2 separate regions of the Gossypium hirsutum genome follow, and region 1 is linked to region 2. A link is a contact called in public Hi-C data. All regions are on one chromosome and are shown on one strand. The core of a region is the stretch at or near the end of the contact, and the rest is flanking DNA. Distances in the headings are between cores, read along the strand shown. Region 1 holds the start of LOC107909793 (putative anthocyanidin reductase). Region 2 holds the start of LOC107909784 (mitochondrial adenine nucleotide transporter ADNT1).

Evidence for each region. A called contact is a pair of places that touch in the nucleus more often than the background predicts.
Region 1: a contact with region 2 is called in a Hi-C map of leaf, with 2.2 times the contacts expected there. The contact joins the promoter of LOC107909793 here to the promoter of LOC107909784 in region 2. A contact is called at or near these places in 4 of 34 Hi-C or Micro-C datasets (callus and leaf).

The regions. Positions count from the first base shown.
Region 1 is chrA11:9,592,364-9,595,063 of Gossypium_hirsutum_v2.1, reverse strand. It overlaps LOC107909793 (putative anthocyanidin reductase), which reads right to left and starts at 1,263. Exons shown (of 5, transcript XM_016837445.2): 1 at 1,003-1,263; 2 at 754-923. The coding sequence starts at 1,111.
Region 2 is chrA11:9,455,204-9,457,903 of Gossypium_hirsutum_v2.1, reverse strand. LOC107909784 (mitochondrial adenine nucleotide transporter ADNT1) reads left to right here and starts at 1,377. Exons shown (of 8, transcript XM_016837438.2): 1 at 1,377-1,796; 2 at 1,947-1,995; 3 at 2,100-2,263; 4 at 2,581-2,618. The coding sequence starts at 1,639.

The DNA of each region.
Region 1 (2,700 bases), core at 14-2,513, 140 kb before region 2:
GTTTTTTCTTTAATTAACAAACAATGACTAGCTTATCCATTTTTTAGTGGAGGGGTAAAATGCAATCTAAACCTCCATGTAAAGTTGTCCATGGGTTGGGTTAGGCCCTAACAAAATTCTAGGCCCGATTGATAGGTTTGGGTTGGGCTGGGCCCAAAAAATGGACATAATTTTTTGCTCAAGCCCGACCTAGATAAAATGCTAAAACTCGGGACTGGCAAGCTTGCATCAAATTTCTTTATTTTATTTTTAACATAAAAAATTTAAAATATATCACTAAAATATGTGCAATTTAATAAGCAAATGTCTCTAAAGTAGTAGCAAAATTAATAATAAAATAAGAGCTATACAATATCCAAACAATAACATAATAATGGTAGCAACATAATAATAAAATAACAGTAAAATAATGAGAAAATATAAATAAAATAGTGAAAAAAATAACAGTTTTTTTTTACAAATTTGGGTCGGACCTGGGCCAAAAAATATTATCCGAGGCTCAGCACATTTTCAAAACATGCCTTCTTTTTTGATTAAGTGTATTTTTCGAATTAATAACTTTGCCCAAACCCTTCCACTCTTTACCTTTTTATAAGGTAATATTTAAATAAAGAAAATATAATTAATGAAATAGATTGATAAAATGATGCATTAAATATGAGAAAATGGACATAGTATCTTGTGGATCCATAAACGCCAGTTAAGATCTGTTATAAGCATATAATAATATAATAATAGAGTTGAAAGTGAAACCTGAGAATTCTGGGACAGGTGCTGCAATGGGGTGGCCATATGAACTACAAATTGACAACCTTCAATTGCTGCTTGAAACTCACTGGGATTGTATATATCAGCTTCACACAATCTTAACCTGGTTTCTGCATTTGGGAGGCTTTTAAGTAGCCCTACCTTATAAGCATCTCCTGCAAGTCGCACCATACAACTTAGATGCCACGAACAGACAGATGAACCAAAGACAGCAAAGAGAGAAGAAAAAGTAACCCAAATTCCTCGTAGTTGCGTGAACAATGTGTCCCTTTTCCAGGAGCCTCTTGACAAGCGAAGAACCTAGGTAACCGGCAGCACCAGTCACGCACACCTTACTCTCCATCCAATGCAGAGCTCTCTATGACCTTCTGGGATCTTAAATGAATAAGAGCAAATTGGGGAAAATGTAATATATGAGTAAGAGAGGAAGATTCCTTGTAGGCAACGGCTGAATGGGTTTGGCCCCCGTTCTATCGGAATTAGCTCTCAAACCTCACAACATTCTATGACATCTTCACACTATTGATATTATATCAATTAGGTCTTTTAGTTATTGAAATTATTAATTTAACCATTGAATGACACGTAAAATCTTATATGATATATTTTAAAATGAAAATTTTAAAGAAAAGTAAAATATTGCCACATAAGTTTTAACACCAAGAATGAAGTAAAACAAAAAGACAGAGAACTGTTGTTTTTGTTAGTGTAAAAATTTCGAAAATCTAAAAATCAAGATTTTTTTAACATTCATCCTTACAATAGTCATTTTAAAAAAAAATATTTTAAATTATAACATATAAGATTTAACATCTCTTTTAACAGTTAAATTAACAATTTTCATAACGAAAAGACATTATTAATAAAACATCGATAGTTTAAAAATGTAACTAGAGTATTTTAAAATTTAAGGACTAATTTAAAATAAGAGTCATAATTTAGGAATGTTTAATGCAATTAACTCTTAAATATTTATTTATTTATTTATTTTGATACCTATACATAATTGGGAAAAGCAAATCACTACCGGACGCACATGCACCACCAATATAAAATTCCTGCAGCATAGTCTCATAGCATGGGTATAGGATGAACACCATACACTAAATGTTAGAGTTTTTATAATTTTTTATTAATATTTAATTAATTTTTAAAATCTTCATTTTAATTTATAATTTTAATAAAAAATATTTCAAAATTTTACAATTAAATGGAGGCTCCATTTTTCCTGCATGTAACTTTTTTTTTAATGTTCACACATTTTCTTTCAACAAATAAAGAAAAACATTAAATTTAACATCTAAATAATTTATATTATTGCAAAATTTATTTTACAATTAATATCTTCTTGTTATGTAATAGGTTTTGTATCGAAATATTATTGTTGTATTAAAGATATTGTAACTAATTTTATTGTAACTGAAATATTTTTAAATAAATTGTTAGAACCCTTAATTGTTTTATGATGTGTTTAAACTAGCTTTGAAACTTAATTATCTTCAATTATTTCATGAACGGTTAAAATTTATGTTAAAATGAATGCTTGTTTCCGTCAAAGTTCTTTTAGGTTGACATTATTGACAATAAAAAGTCATAAATTTCTTTAATCAAACCAACAACACCCTAAATGTGGGGAAAGCTTATTTTCTTGTTGGCTTATGTTTTCTTTAGATTATTCTTCAAAGTTTGTTTGTTGATAATTTCTGGTGAAAAAAACCAAGATAAGGTATTATCTTGGTGTTGCAAAATGTGATGACCAAGCCTATATATTGGCAATTTGATAGCAATATTGGTGGACAGTATTTGTAGTGCCTTTAGCATTTATACTTTTCTATTTTTTTTTTTGAGTATTAGTGATATTCTTTTACATATTTTTCTTGAGAGTTTAATTGAATATAAGTGAGAATTATTTTGAAGAGATTTATTTGGAAC
Region 2 (2,700 bases), core at 128-2,627:
ACATCAAATAAACATATAGTCGTATCATAAGTTTCATGTGTTGTGGTATAATATTGACACTTAATATATTTATGTTTGTTTCATAATATATATCCAAAAACAGTGACCACATAACAAAGCAAATTTAAAATTAATGCAATTTAAGTTTTTTTTTGTAAGAAAAAAAAAATCCAAGATGAAATCATAGATGCTAAACAGTAACTTGGTGGCATTTGGTGCAACTGCTCTCCTAATCCTCTTCCTCGTGCCAATGACGCCATGAAGTCTGCAATCGCATTCCCTTCTCTGTAGAAATGCTGCACTAAAACCTTCCAATGTTGGCTAAGCATTTGCTGTAGTTCGCGCACCACTACTGCATTATGGTGCAGTTCCCCGTCATCGCCTTTTGGTAAGGTTGTCAACATCCAAAATAACCTTCGTTAATACGAGATTCCATGCAAGACGCAAACCAGCTTCAAGCACCAAGCAGTACCCAATAGTATTTTAAATTAAATATTATTAGAAATAAAATATTTATAATGACAATTTAAAAATAAATGCAAAGTAAGTTTATTTTTTGATTTTATATATTATGAGTTAATTAATTTAAATTTATAAAATACATTTTATTTCATCTTTTTCATAGTTATTATCTTATAATAAATTTAGATAATTTATTTAATTTAATCTAATTTTATTTTAAAATTAATAAATTAAATTTTATTGAGTTTAGTAGTGAAACCTAAAATATACAAATAATTTAAAATTTAAAATGGTCTGGTTCAACATAATATTAAATTAAACTCAAAAGAATAATTAAATACGAAATGATTGTAACAAAAAATGATTCAACCGGAAAATTCAACCTCAAAACTTAAATGATCCGAATCTAAAATTATTTGAACTTAAAATGTCTCAATTTAAATTGACGACTAAATATCAATTCAACTAATAGATCTAATATATTAAAAAATAATTTTTATTTTGAATATTTTCACGGAATGACGCTGAAATATAGTAAAACAATAAACCATTTTGAGACTCCTAAATTACCAATAACCAAAACCAACAACTTAGTGGACATACATTTTAAAACACTCAGCTCATTTTAGAGGGACATTTATCTTATATTTAATTTTTTTTAGTTCACATTATAATATTTAACCTCATCATCGCCACTATTTTTATATACAGTAAATCCAAGCGTTGCGACCCATCATAATAATGTGGCTTTAACACAGTTAACCCGTTTCTAATTAACGCAAACGCACCCCATTAGTCTTGCACGAATCTCACCGAACAAAAAGCACTATGTATGAGATGCCTCCACGTGACACACCAAATGCCTTTCTCCTTCCGCATAATAAAACTTCACCAAACCCACGCGCTGTTAATGCAACATTACCACACGCTCTCTAATAGTTGAGGTCTCACTTTCTCCAGCCGTCACCACCACACCTCTCTCACAAACTAACCAACACAAACACTAGGACACAAGGGCAACTGTGGAATGCGGAGCCTCTTTTTACTGTAAATCGCTTCACAGATCTGATTTTCTTGACCGCCGGATAATCCTTCTCGACTTTCCGACATACTTCGTTGGGCTTTTGTGGCGAGAGACGGACTTTCAAAGTTTTCTTTCCCTGTTTTTGTTTTTCCATGGCTTCAGAGGATGTGAAGACTAGCGAATCGGCTGTGTCCACGATCGTGAATCTGGCCGAGGAAGCAAAGCTCGCGAGAGAGGGTGTTAAGGCCCCTAGCTATGCTATTCTTAGCATCTGCAAGTCTCTCGCTGCTGGCGGCGTCGCCGGTGGAGTGTGAGCTCTCTCTATTTCTTTGACTCTTTGGACTTTTGGTTTGTGTCGGTGGAAAATGTCTCCCAAAACACTGATTTCACAACTTTTGGAGGAAAGTGAAAATGGGGAATGGAAATGGATCGCTTGTTTAATTTGTCTTTTTACATGCAGGTCACGAACTGCTGTTGCTCCTTTGGAACGTTTAAAAATCTTACTTCAGGTTTTTTTAAAAAAAAATTTATTTTCATTTTATTTGGATCAATGAAACTAAAATTTTGAATTCTTAATTGATTAACTTCTTTTTTTTTTGAAAAAAAAATGCAGGTTCAAAATCCACATAGTATTAAATACAATGGAACAATTCAAGGCTTGAAGTACATTTGGAGAACAGAAGGTTTTCGCGGATTATTCAAAGGCAATGGTACTAATTGTGCGCGCATTGTTCCAAACTCGGCGGTCAAGTTCTTCAGCTACGAGCAAGCTTCAAAGTAGGGCTCCTGAAAACTGTTCAATTTAACTTTATTTGTTGTTGTTGTTGGTCGACTAATTTGATTCTATTTCGAATCAGTCTGTTAATAGGTTATTGTTTTTAAGAACAATGTTACTTATTCCCAGCAATGTTAATGATCAGTGCATGCATGACCTTTGGGAAAAAAGCATATCTGCTAATACTATGCTTTAGGTTCCTCGAGGGTGCAAAGTTTTCTTTCCTTTGCACTGCTCCTACCTCACATTTTCAAGTTGTGAACTAAAGAAAACGTGTCTATTTCTCTGACTGATTGTTCCTTGTTATTGTTTGTGACAGGGGAATCCTATATCTGTATCAACAGCAAACTGGCAATGGTATGATCAATATTGCCATCGTCATTTTGCTGTTTGCTTTACACTGATAACATATGGAATTCAGTTATCTTTTAGGTTCATC